Linked DNA regions of Rattus norvegicus: region 2 is linked to region 1. Evidence: chromatin contacts called from public Hi-C data. All regions are on one chromosome and are shown on one strand. Each heading gives the region's core, a stretch centred on a gene start, on an enhancer-like site or on the middle of the called end of the contact. The rest is flanking DNA. Distances are from core to core; before and after follow the strand shown.

The links. A called contact is a pair of places that touch in the nucleus more often than the background predicts.
Region 2: a Hi-C map of the A7r5 cell line shows a contact between it and region 1, with 4 times the contacts expected there. The contact joins two enhancer-like sites. A contact is called at or near these places in 8 of 12 Hi-C or Micro-C datasets (the A7r5 cell line, the Rat2 cell line, Schwann cells and 5 more).

Annotation. Positions count from the first base shown.
Region 1 is chr15:43,200,884-43,204,006 of GRCr8, forward strand. It overlaps Kif13b (kinesin family member 13B), which reads left to right. Exons shown (of 40, transcript NM_001412036.1): 29 at 143-198; 30 at 2,255-2,376. Among named protein-coding and RNA genes, the nearest start is that of Kif13b, 120 kb to the left of the region's middle. Within about 2 kb of position 1,743, at least 21 of the 93 cell types and tissues checked have an H3K27ac peak or open chromatin away from gene starts, as enhancers often do.
Region 2 is chr15:43,416,408-43,419,810 of GRCr8, forward strand. The region is part of intron 6 of Ints9 (integrator complex subunit 9); the gene reads left to right. Among named protein-coding and RNA genes, the nearest start is that of Ints9, 42 kb to the left of the region's middle. Within about 2 kb of position 1,719, at least 24 of the 93 cell types and tissues checked have an H3K27ac peak or open chromatin away from gene starts, as enhancers often do.

The sequences.
Region 1 (3,123 bases), core at 493-2,992:
AGGGTTCCTGTAGCCAATCACGAACCTCATCACACCATCTTAGAGGTACATCAGTGCCCAGCCATTGTCCCCAGAGGGCACACGTGATCCTGACAGACTCCTGTGTCTCAATACCGTACATAACCTGTCCTTCATGTTTTAGGACCCCAGTGCCTGGGATGGAGGCCCACATTCCTGTTGTATTTCTTGACTTAAATGGTAAGTTAGAGGTAGCTTCCAGACACTTCCCTTGAGAAAGCAGTGACAGGTGATGCTTTATGCTTCTGGCCAATCACGTTTCGGGTTGCACTTAGGCTCAGTGCTCTGTGTGGAATGCGGATGCTAGACGAGGACTGTCAGTCTCAGTATCGATCTTGCTGTGCTGTGCAGCCTCCACCTTTCTCTCACTTCTGTTCATCTCTGTTCAGGTCCCTAGGGCCTCACACATGCTAGTCAAGTGTGCTGTCACTGAGCTAGAGCCCAGCACAGCAGCCGTGGCTGTGATGCTCATATCTCCACGTGGCAACCCTGCTTCCCTGAGAGTACTTTATTTCCCTACCAATATAGGGTATTTTTCCACACTGAATATATGTTCAACTTCACTGCTCCAAAGAAAACGTCTATCTGGAAAGGACCAACAACTTAGCATTATTTAATGACTTTCTCAGCTTTTTTTGTGAGTTCCTATAAACTTAACCTTACTTGCTGATTTTTCTTTTTATATAACTATTGTTTTCCCCAACCCCTGCACTCCCATTCCACCAGTGTCTGCCTATAGGAGGGAAGATAGAAAATGCAGAGGTAGGGTAGGGAGTTAAAAATAAGAAGTCAGCAGTTAAGCTCCATGAAACACCTGCAGAAATGTGCATTAACACAAAAACTTCCCTACATAGAGAAGGATGCCTGGGCATCCTCAGCGGTTCCTTTCACCGACTGGAAGTGTGTTAGGATGCCTGAGGGGCCCAGCATTTGGTGCCCCAGAGCGCACACAGGTGCACAGGTTAGAGAGAGACATGGGGGGCCCACACCAGCTGTCCATCCTGTGAGGTGAGAGTTGTTCCAGAGCTGTCACAGGACACTGTCTACCTTGTGCTTTTGAGCTTTGGTGGCTGAGTCTCTCTGGCCCGCTTTCGTGCTGGGCTTCCTGGACAGCTAAAAGGCAGGCCTTCAAGGGATTGGGGAGCGTAGAAGTTCAGGAAGATTTCTTAGTTGTGCATTTGTTTTCCTCCTCAGTTAAGATGTTTCTGTAAGCATAGGAAGTCCTGGCTCTTAAGACATTTTCATATGTACATACATTATGCTTTCCTTCTGTGCACACTCTCACCTTAGTTTCCTGTCTCTACTGTACACTTTTCCTGGGTCCCTTTCTTCAGCCAAGTCATTCTGCATTCATGCCATGTAGGCAGATGGATAGACAGATCTAGATTTGCAAAGGAGAGAAAATGTAGCATTTGTGTATTTCTCCTTCACTACCATCTTCTCTTCCTCTTCCTCCCTCCCATCAGACAATTCCTATTCCCTCACCCCCATGGGGTTTCCCTTTTACTTTTATACCCGTTATGGGGAAGAGATATATGTCTTATTGTGTTTGCCTTGTTTAACTTAACACAATGATCTCTTGAGGCATTCATTTTCTTGGAAATGACAAAAAGTCATTCTTCTTTATGGCTGAATAAAAGTCCATTGTGTAGATATACCACATTAGCCTGGGCATCTGAAGAGACAGAACATTGTTCAGCACTCCACGTGAGTGGTCTACACAAGCCAACCTGCTTTGCTTTGTAGGCACACACAAGCCTTAGGCGGATGGGGCACTGGGAAGCCAGGCCCCGGACGAGTGACCACAGGGCCCTGTGCAGTTGCCAGGTCCATTAGCCAGCCTGCACTCTGGTTAGGCTTAACTGTGAGGAATTGCTGTCACTTCTTCTTGTTTCTTAAGTGCACTGAAGGGCGGGGAGATTGGGCTGGGATCCCATCATTACCATTTATGAGCAGACCTCATATAACCTCCTAGGTATCTTGGCTTCATTTGCCTTCCATGTAAAATATGACACATGGGGAGCAGCTTGAGTAATTTCTTGAAGCACTTTCTGGCTTTTGGATCTGTGAACTATTAAATGGTTATTATCAGTGTCATGCGAGACTGTGGGGCAGAAAGCAAGTGAAGTTTGAAGCAGAAGAATTTTAATAATAAGCGCGTTGGTTCTGCCAGCGGGGGCGGGAGGAGGGGTGTCCTTGAAAACAGCCTGGTGTTAAGTGACAGCTCTGCTTTCAGCGGATGATTTCAGCTCTCAGGATAACCTTGATGACCCAGAGGCCGGATGGGATGCTACCCTGACTGGGGAAGAGGAGGAAGAGTTCTTTGAGTTGCAGATTGTGAAGCATCACGATGGAGAGGTAAGGCTGCGCAGCCCTGGAGAGCAGGTGAGGAGCTCCAGCCTAGCCCTGCCCTGCCGGGAGCTTAGGTGTCAGCAAGAGAAGGGAAAACTCTGAGTACTTAGAGGGAAGCTTGACCTCACACCCAGTCCTTCTACCTTCCCCCTTCTTTGGTGAGAACCCATGTTGTTGTTCTGTGACTGTGCTCTGTTTCCAACCCTGACTGGAAGAGAGGTGGCTGTTGATTGCTCTGAAGTACATGGAGCTCCAGGCTGGAAGGACACTGACTTTGGTATTTGCTCCGCAGTTCCTTCATAAGAACTTTTTATTACAGGGCCTCACTTTGTAGCTCTGGCTGGCTTAGAACTGGCTAGGCAGAGCAGACTGGCCTCAGACTCACAGAGATCTACTACCTTTGCCTCCCAAGTGCCAGGGTTAAAGGTATGGAACACCATGCCTGACCTAAGAGTTGTTTAAGAGGAGAAAAAGAAAGACCCAGTGGTACACATCTATAGTGCTGGTGTTTGGGAGATTGGGGCACGCAGATCCTGAATTCAAACCAGCATGAGCTACATAGTGAAGTCTTGTCTCAGGGTAAAAAAAAGGGGGGCTGGAGAGATGGAACTGACTTCTCTTCTCAGAGGTCCTGAGTTCAATTCCCAGCAACCACATGGTGGCTCATAACCATTTGTAGTGGGATCCAATGCCCTCTTCTGGTGTGTCTGAAGACAGCGACAATGTGCTCATATAAATAAAATAAATCTGTTT
Region 2 (3,403 bases), core at 469-2,968, 220 kb after region 1:
AGGTTGGAATAAGGTTATATAGTCTCCTACATGTGAGGTTGAGGCTTGCACCATTGAGTATGTGCAGGTAGAGGCCTGTAAGGAGAACAACATGACCACATTTGGTTTTGAAGAAGGGAACTCTGGAAGCAGCATGGGAGTGGTGAGCCCTGCAGGGATAGAGACCGGGAGACCAGCAGGGGGTCATTTCAGAAACAAAGGTCTAAACTAGGGTGGAAGCAGTGAGCATGAAGAAGACTGCAGCTCCAGAGAAGCTTCTGAGTTGGGATTTAAAGGGATTGGTAAGTATTAAGGGAGTCGCAAAGTAGAAAAGAGGAAAGTGTGGAAGCCAGGGACATAGGAAGGTTCCAAAAGCACAGGCTCATAGGTGGTGACAAGTCCCTGTAATCCCAGCACTCTGGAATGGGAGACAGGAAGACTGAAAGCTATGTCAGCCTAGACTGCATATGCAAGTTCTACAAGTGCTAGAACCCAAGTGCAAGAAAAGAAACTAAAGAAAACTAGCCAGTAAAAATGGAGATGTGGCCCTTGGAAGTGGACATTGGAAGATCAGTGGCCATCCCCAGAGTATAGGTAGAGACTAGATTGCGGGAGGTCAGGTAAAACATATGTACACGGAGGGAGCATGTAGGTGGCTTGATTCCACACCCATGCACTCTGACCTCCCCTGGCAGTGGAGGCCACCAGTCAACCTTGACCTGGCATGTGTCTAACCCAGCAGTGGCTGCCTTCACCTCCAACCCCATCTTCTGCTCTTATCATGGAGAGCCTAGGGGTCAAACTGCTTTAGACTTCCTGAGAATTCCTGATCCCACCCCTTTGTCCAGTTGTCCCGCCCTTCACTACCTTGTCCCCAGAGAATGATGATGATGATGATGATGATGATGATGATGATGATGATGATGATGATGATGATGATAGCAGTCATCCAGGCTTCTGAATGTCAGCGTCTTACATTTTGCCAGTCTTCCTGTGTGTGTAGGTGAGCTATCCCATTTTTGTGTTCCAGAGTTTAGGCACCTGTCTCCTCTATGTGTTCCTTGTACTCACTGCTTATTTAACCTAGGAATTACTTTTTCTGCCAGACATCATTCTAAATGTGTTTCTGCAGAAGGAACTAGCACTTTGATGACATGTGTGGTGGTGTTACTGAGTTTACAGGAGAGACGTGCCACACAGAGGGTGGGTAACTTCCCCCAGGGTTATCTGCTAGCTGTAAGAGGTTCTGACTTCTTAGGTGACTCAGGCTACAGAGTCCACATTCAAACCCTCAGTCAGTCAGTCTTTGAGGGCATGTCCTGCAGTCCCCCTTGTGTGGTAGAGAGGGAAGTAGGTGTTCTGTCCCCTTTTCTCCTATCTTGCATGGATCTTCTGGGTGTCTCTGGTTGGTAGGATGGTGTGCAGATGTCTCTAAAACATCTGGGAGTGCCATAGCCAGGCTGTCCTGTCTCTGTTTGAATGGCTTCCTTGATCTGGCCACTCCCAAACAGTGGTACATGGTCCCCTGCCCTCTTTATGTGGCATTTACAGTCTCATCTGCCTTTTTCTCAGCCCTTACAGTACCTTGAGCACGCTGGACCACATGGGACCTCAGATCCTGACAACCTCCCCCCTTAAAGAAGTCTTAGGGCTGTTTCTTCTTTCCCTGTAGTAGACCACGTGTGCCTTGACCTCCTTTACTCATTTCCTCTTGTTTGTTTATGTTCTGATGTACTGAGCTGCAAATAGTTTTGGCACATCAGAAGTGGTATTCAAAGGTCAGTGTTCCTGATTTCCCAAGTCCTGGGCCAAGTCTTAGGAAGTTCTGAGTCTTAATTTGCCTCTTCTGTGACCTTCAGCACAAAAAGAGGCATTTTCCCCCTTGCTACCCATTCTTTTTAAAACATAACAACATAACTGGCTCCCAGAGTCATGTTAGTATGTATTAGGAAGAGAGTGAATGGAGCTTGAAAGAAGAGAGCCTTAGGTCAGGTGCCTGGGCATTATTCATGAGATGCTCAGCAAATCTCTGTAGGAGGAAGTGTTAGCTAAAACAGAGCCACCAGTGTCTCATCTCACCACTGGTGGGTAAAGGGTAGAAAGGGAAAGGTACCTTGGAAGAGGTGCAGAGATCTGATATGTACGCTGCTGAAGACAACCAGTGTGCACTCAGGCCCTGACCAGGGCTTTCATTTTGACTTCGAGACACATGACGGACCTTAGCTATTGATGGCAAAGGGGACAGTCTAATTATGCAGAGTGATAAAGCAAAAGCCCCAGGGCTGTCTTTTTTCTATCCTGAATAAACTCAGCACAAATTTTAGAACTGGCATTGAGATGGAAGCACTCTTTGAGCTGGTGATGATTCCTTAAGGAAAGCACATGTCCTTCAAACATGGTTTCTCACTTCAGCATCTTCCATAAAGCCAGGCACCCAGTGTCTATCCATGACCCCGTGCTGCAGGAGAGGGAGGCAGGGACAGGCAGATCCCAGGGGCTGGGGGCCTGCAAATCCTGCCTAAACAGTAAGCTCCAGGTTCAGTGAGATAGAGGACATCTGGCATCAATCTGTGGCTCTACCCTCCCACACATGGCGAGCACATCTGTGTGTGCACACAGGAGGGTGGGGATGCCCTTAGACTTTTTAGTAAAAGAAGTAGAATTTTTTTTTTTAAGTTCCTTATTTAATTGGGCCAGGTTGTAGGAGTGCGTCATTTGGTCAGCTGAAGGAGTTCTGCGGACACCTGGGGTGCTGTCACAGTCCCGTACTGAAGCAGCTGGAGCACGCCGAGCGTCTCGCTGTTGAGGGTGTGAACTGCCAAATCTACCCTTTTTTCTTTCAGGTTTGTTTTGCTTTTTTTTTTTTTTAATAAGTTCAAATCTGACTGTTTTATAAGTGATTTTTCAAAGTTATTTTTAAGTGCTGGCTTACACATTAAAATAATGCCCCGTGTGATTCAAGCAAATCACTGGGAGTCAGATTTGAGACTTGAAGATTTACTTCAAACTACATAGAGATTCTCAAAATAGATCTTGGTCGAGTGCCTGAAATTAATGCATCTAAGTAGCTTGAGTTAGTAAGAAGGCCATCAAGTAAAGAAAACAATAAATTAAACATTTTCAAGCTCATTGGTCAAAAAAACATCTGACAAATTCTCTTAAATCATTTGAAGTTGGTTTGAATTAGCATTTGATTTATTATTAGGATGTATATTCAAAAATCCTATTACTCTTGCTTTTGACAGTTGTGTGACTTCTTGCCTTAGTTGACATGTCCCTAAAATTTATGTAGAAGACATTAACCATCCGTCTTAATTTTGACACTACAGTTTACTCTTCCAGAAAAAAAAAAGATGCAGTTTTGAAGGGAAGGAAAACCCATGTAATAGAATTTTCTCAGTTTCACCTTAAAATTTAGATTTTT